Regions from separate parts of the Mus musculus genome. Here region 1 is linked to region 2. A link is a contact called in public Hi-C data. All regions are on one chromosome and are shown on one strand. The core of a region is the stretch at or near the end of the contact, and the rest is flanking DNA. Distances in the headings are between cores, read along the strand shown. Region 1 holds the start of Rock2 (Rho-associated coiled-coil containing protein kinase 2). Region 2 overlaps Greb1 (gene regulated by estrogen in breast cancer protein).

Region 1 (3,367 bases), core at 68-2,567, 170 kb after region 2:
GTCTCTCCCCAGAGCTGGCATTAAAGACCTATGAGGCCACCACCCTACTTGACATCTTTAGAAGTGGGGGGAAAATCCCATTCAGTTAGGAGCAAGTGTGTTCTCTCACTTGTTTAGCTGCTCATTTCAAAGTGTTCATAATCCCCTTTGCATTTTTTCACTTCCGGTAAATTTTCCCTAGTCTCAACCGGCTTGCAATACCCGTAGGATTCTTCCCGTGAATATGACAAGAGCTTGTTTGGATTATTCAGCTGCTGGAAGATTGGGTCCACTCCCAGGGTTTTGGTCATTGCGAACATTCTGAATAGCCCTGCTGTAAACATCTCCACGCAAAGTCCTCCTCTTTTCGGATCATTTCCTTACACTTGGACTTCCTTAAATGGCCTTACTGGGTCAAAGGGGCTCTGTGAACAGTTTTATAGCTCTTGGCACATAGTTTTCCGATTGCGCCCTGAGAGGATCTGACCAATGGCTAGGGGGCAAGGAGAGGGCAGGAATGCGGAGAAGCAGCCCCTCTCTTTCACTCTCCAAAAGCAAGGGCCCCGCGGATGCAGAAGCGCTTCCTTATTGCCTCCTGTTCCCTCCGCCTGGCCAGTGTCTAAGGTCTAAGGCCAGGCGGGCACCTTGGTCAGGGAAGGGCACAAAGGTTTCTGAGAGTTTAGGATTTATGACCCGGAGGCAGAAACAACTCCTCCAGGCCTCCCAGCTCCGGGACTCAACAGGATTCAAACGAGTCCCACACTCTTAGCGCGGGCTAGGGGCGCGGCCTCCCCGCCCCCTGGGAGCCCCAGGCGCAGGCCTCAGGCGCACCAGGCCTGGGAAGGGCGCTGACCCGGGGCGCAGCAGTTCGGCGCGGCTTGCATAGCTGCGCGCTGAGTCAGCGGGACACAGCGGGCGGGGGGCGCGGACGTCAACTAGGCCTCTGGGTCCGGCCGGCGACGTGGGACACACGACGGGGACCACGGGGCACCGCGCTGCCATCCGTCCCGCCTCCCAGTCCCGCGAACCGGCCCGACGAGGCAGGGAGACTAGCCAGGCGGCGGGAACGGAAAAGAAGCCTGGCTGCTCAGCCCGGTGGCGGGGCGTGGCCGGAGGCCAGGGGCGGGGCGTGCCGCGGGGCCGCGCCGGGGTGGGCGGGGCGGGGCCGGGCCGCGCGCAGCCGACCGCGGGCGGAGGGGCTTGTGGGTAGCGGCGGCGCGCGGCCGAGTAGGGACGCGGCTCCGACTGCGTGTGAGGGGAGCGGGCGTGTGGGCGCGCGAGGCGGCCGGCGGCGATATGCGGGTGGACGGGCGACGGCCCTAGCGGCCTGAGCCCCGAGGGCGGGGTGGTGCGGCGCGGGCGCCCCTTCCCCGCTCCCGCCCGCCGGGTCCTGGCGAGCTCGCTACGGGCCGGGCGGCGCGCGTGCGGCTGAGGGGCGGGGACGCCGTGTGCCTCGCTGCTCCCGGCCGGGCCGGGCGGCTCCTCAGACAGCGGCGCGCGGCGTGCCGGGGCGGAGGTTCCGCGGGCGGCGCTAGGCCCGGCGAAGCGGCATGAGCCGGCCCCCGCCGACGGGGAAAATGCCCGGCGCCCCCGAGACCGCGCCGGGGGACGGGGCGGGCGCCGGCCGTCAGAGGAAGCTGGAGGCGCTCATCCGAGACCCTCGCTCGCCCATCAACGTGGAGAGTCTGCTGGTAGGTGCGGGCTAGGGAGGGAACTCCCCGCCCTGCCTGGTCCCCCCTCGGCCCACCCGCCCCGCTTCCGGCTGCCCGGGGAGCTGGAGACCCAGGTTCCAGAGTGGAGACCCCACCTGGGATTCTCGGGTCCACCTCCCTGCCGAGCGAGTGTCATCTCGGCCGCCCCCGTTCTTGGAGCGCGCAGGGAGGAAACACCCCTGGTCTCCTTCCCGCCTACCCAGTTGGTTTGGGGCGGAAAGGTGGAGGATTGGCTGTGCTTCCTACACTGGGCTACCCAATTTGAAAGTGTCACGCAGTGTGGGAGCTAGGGTGAAAACCCAGGGAGAAAGAAACCCGACGCTCTTCCTATTGGGAGTACCACCGGGGGCACACGACAAAGAGCTCGTCAGGAAGCTGGGAACGCACAGCTAGCTCAAGTTTGCTGCTTTCAGTTGCTCTTGGACATTCCATAGTAGCTATTTAGTACATTTGAATTTATGTAAATTAAATTTCCGGAGATTGTTGCTCTGAAGCCAAGAAATGAGTCTGAATTGTAGAATGGGATAAATCTCTCCCCTTCATCTTGTCTTTCCCATAGCATTCAAAATCCAAATTAAGAGCCTTGGAAAAGGCAGCTAACTGGAGCTCGGTTAAGAAAAGAACACGATTTACAATAAATGCCATGTAGAATGCTGGTATACTTCTGGTCGTGTTGAGGGAAGCGATTATGCTTGGCAAACGAATTTGATTAGTGTGCACCTAGAGTTGCATTTATGGGAAAAAGTGGTGTGAACGTGTACCCTGAGGAGAAGTCGGAAAAAAAAAAGATACTCCGGCTATTAGCTTTGGAGGTCTAGACTTAGGGTGGGTGATCAGGCATTCTGTGCCAAAAAGCATGTCAGACCTGAGCTCTGCTAGGAGAAGCCTAGTGACTCTGTGATGAGAAAAACTGTCTCCTCCCTTTCCACTGACTAACTTTTCTTCTGAGGCCGTTGGTTATCCTTTGAGGTTTCTGGAATCATTTGCAGAGTGACTCAGTTCTGTTTGGCCACAGCGCAGGAACTGACTAGAGTGTGGGTATCGCTCTATAGGATGTGTAAATATAGAGATTTTGACTTTTGGGGGCGGGGGGAGTGTTTTTGTTTGGTAGTGGGTTCCTGTGTTCTTGTGGGACGTATTTTGGAAGTCTTCAGAGCAGGATTGCTTGGAGTTCATAGCCTTTTTGTAGATAAAGCAAAGCTTCTCTGGTGTCACTGCCAGGATTTTCACTTTGGTATTTTGCTAGCAAAACTTTGATCCTAGGCCAGAAAGTTCAGTTAAAAATAGTCTCTGTAAATCTCAAGTATTCACCAGGATCATTTTCAATCCCAGATAGAAATGTTTTTACATTTCACAGTCATCTCTTGTATTATTAGTGATGTTAATTATCATTATCAGGGTCATTTTGAGCTTGGAACCAAGTTGTTTATACCTGTGACATGACTATTTTGTTTTATTAAAATATTACCTAAATTATTACACGTGGCCAGTAACAGTTCCTTCATTGAGTGCTTCATACACCACATTTGTTAAGGTGACATATTACCCTTAGGAGGGTTGACATCAAATGCTGATTTGACCGCAGGCTTATTGCTGCTTTTAGTTGATTACATGTCATTGAGAATCAGGACAGGTGTTATTCTAGAGTGCAGCGTATGTTACTAAGCCAAAAAATG
Region 2 (3,069 bases), core at 296-2,795:
TACTTACGGACATCTTCTGTGTGACGGTCAGGACCACATGTGTGAAACAGAAACACCTGATGTGCAAGCGTGCCTCCCCTCCGACCCCCTCCATCCCTGTGAGATCCTGGGCAAGCCTCAGCCTCCATGAGCCTCCATTTTCCAAACATGCCACTGTTCACAGGGCATGGTGAGTCTTAGGTGCACATACAGAATAGGCATACCCATCATGGAATAAATGACCAGATCTAACCTCAGACCCGGCTAGAAATCCACCTGAAATGCTGGCTTGGTGCTTGTCATCCAGTGAACTAAGTATGCAGATGGACTCTGATACGGAATCCCACCACTGGGGGAATCACATCCCTTATCAAACAGGAGAGCAGGCAAGCCTTCCCAATGAAAGCCAACATGTACTTGTTGCTAAAACTTACAGATTCAAAATGACACAGAACAACAACATGCAAAGTGAAATTTAAACTCAAAATGACATAGAATGAGACAACACACAGCGTTGTCTTTATTTATTTTGAAGAATGCCGACGCCAGGTGTGTGGCTTTAGCACCTGGGACACCACTCTGAGGTCTCACCTGCCTGTTGAGCTCCCACTGGGACACTGGGGTTTGTCCCAGGAACAGGCTCAGTGGGGAAGGCAGCCAGGGACCCCGAGCTCTCCAGCGGTGGGAAGAGAGAACTGGAGCAGGTGTTGGTGGAGTTCTGCCGACCTCTGAACTCTAAGGGAAACAAGAAGCACGTGTGAAATCTAATTGGCTCTTCTCCAATGGCTGCAGAATGACTTCCTGGAGCAGAACTGTCTATAGGAGAGAGGGGCACAAGAGTATTTATAAAGGATGCCGGCGCCACGCTAGTCTCTGCTTCTGTGTGTTGCAGGGCAGAGGTGCCATGTTCCATAACCTGTTCCCTGCCTGATGGCCAAGACTCTAACCACAGAGAGAATAAAGTGCCCAGTGGGAGGAGCAAGAAATACAACTTAAGAAACTGAGCTATCTCAGCTCTGTGCTTAACATCCAAGGAGCTACAGAGTAATGCCTCGGGGCACAAACTAGTCAGTACCTCCCTCCACCCCTACACATCCTCTTTCATGAACACTGCCCCTCCCCCAACCCTCAGCAACAGTGCTGAACTGTGAGCAAGATAGAGAACTGGGCCCATTGGGAAGAGCAGCTTCACCCACGGGGCCTGGGAACTGCCTGATACATAGTGGGAACTTACTAAGCAGCCACAGAATAAAGCAAAGGATGAAGAGAAAACGAGAGGGGAAGAGGAGGAGAGGAAAAGAGGAACAGCACTCAGCCACTCACACCCGGGACCTCTTCCTTCCACTCAAAGAACTAGTGTGGAAGATTCCAAGAGATTCGGAAAAGTAGGAGGGAAAGGACAGCTCTCCCGACTACATCTGGGAAGTTCCTTCTTGGGCATGCTCTACCACCCAGGGCAGGACGAGGACAGCCAGTGCCCTTCCTCATTTAACACAGTGGATAGAGATACAAGGGAGGCTGAGGGGCCACGTTGCGGCCTTTCCTGGTGAAGCCGAACTCACCCCTGGGGATCAGCACTACAGAGCTATCTCTTTGGTCACAGGGTTCAGGGATGCAGAGGGTGATGGCTGGCATTGTTCAAACTCAACATTCTCAGCCTCCTCCCTGTGACACCTTGAGAACAGGAGCCTCTTGCTGGGGACTGTCTTACACACTGTGGGGTGCTTAGCAGTATTGGAAGTGCCTGCAGCCGCCTCTAGTCTTTATGATCAGGAGCATCTCCAGGCAGTGATAAATGTCCCCTGGGAACAAGAACCACTGTCCCTAATACCCACCAAAAAGAGGCTCAGTACCAGGTGGTCCTCTGCTAGTGTTTACCCAGCCCAGTGAGTCTGTAATTATAACCATCCCCAAGAGGCATCTATCTTCAGTAGCCTCCTGCTATGGCCTGTACCTCTGTACAGAGATCCCACCCCCTCCTAGCCTCACAATGCCCACTGGGAATGCATACCCAGCTCCCTTCCCCTCTGCCCCTGCAGATTGCAGCCCCTCCCTCACCGGAGCCTTTCCAGCAAATCAAAGGTCCTTTGGTCAGTGCCCCTTGTGCATTCCGAACCAGATAGTACTTGAGGTGCTTCTGTTTCTTGGGCTGGGTGGTCAGCTTCAGGTTGATGTGGTTGGAGAACTCGGTGAAATAGCAGAAGCCTTTCTTTCCACAGCCAACACAGTTCCCAGAGAAACCTGGGCAGAAAGAAGCATGCCATGAGCCTCTCTGTCTCCCTTTCAACTCCCCTCCAGCCTCCTCTTCAAACAACTTGAACCTCAGACCATCACCCAGAGAGTGCCAGAGGCAGAGAACCTGTCCTGGTAATCAGACCAGGGAGTCCAGACACCCTTGACTCAACAAGACCGAAGAGACTGGACCCCAGAAGAGAGTCTGGGCAAGCTTGAGAGATTCATCCTCTTGGGGGCTGTACTGGCTGGCTAGTTTTGTGTCAACTTGACACAAAGGAGCTTCAGTTGAGGAAATGCCTCCATGAGATCCAACTGTAAGGCATTTTCTCAATTAGTGATCAAGGGGGAAAGGCCCCTTGTGGGTGGGACCATCTCTGGGCTGGTGGTCTTGGTTCTATAAGAGAGCAGGCTGAGCAAGCCAGGGGAGGCAAGCCAGTAAGTAACATCCCTCCATGGCCTCTGCATCAGCTCCTGCTTCCTGACCTGTTTGACTTCCAGTCCTGACTTCCTTGGTGATGAACAGCAGTATGGAATTGTAAGCTGAATAAACCCTTTCCTCCCCAACTCGCTTCTTGGTATATTTGTGCAGGAATAGAACCCCTAACTAAGACAGGGGCATACTAAAAGTTCCACATATGGGAATGGATGAAGAAAATGTAGTCTACACACACAATGGAATTTTATTCAGCCACAGTGAAGAACACAATTGTATCATCTAAAGGGGGTGGGGGGAATGAATGAAACTGGAGGTCATCATGTTAAGTAAAATAAACCAGACTCTAAAAGACAAACACATTTTTCTCTCTATGCAGAATCTATATTTTAAACATAGATGTATATGTATGTGTTTGTGTA

What was found. Hi-C and Micro-C count contacts between places; a contact is called where the count stands out from the background.
Region 1: a contact with region 2 is called in a Hi-C map of gonadal supporting cells, with 1.6 times the contacts expected there. The contact joins the promoter of Rock2 here to the enhancer-like site in region 2. A contact is called at or near these places in 1 of 39 promoter capture datasets (cranial neural crest) and 11 of 484 Hi-C or Micro-C datasets (the C2C12 cell line, Sertoli cells, embryonic fibroblasts and 6 more).

What each region holds. Positions count from the first base shown.
Region 1 is chr12:16,893,661-16,897,027 of GRCm38.p6, forward strand. It overlaps Rock2 (Rho-associated coiled-coil containing protein kinase 2), which reads left to right and starts at 1,318. Exons shown (of 33, transcript NM_009072.2): 1 at 1,318-1,670. The coding sequence starts at 1,530.
Region 2 is chr12:16,722,721-16,725,789 of GRCm38.p6, forward strand. Greb1 (gene regulated by estrogen in breast cancer protein) reads right to left here. Exons shown (of 35, transcript NM_015764.4): 7 at 2,038-2,220; 8 at 571-714. Among named protein-coding and RNA genes, the nearest start is that of Ntsr2, 71 kb to the left of the region's middle. Within about 2 kb of position 1,546, at least 10 of the 459 cell types and tissues checked have an H3K27ac peak or open chromatin away from gene starts, as enhancers often do.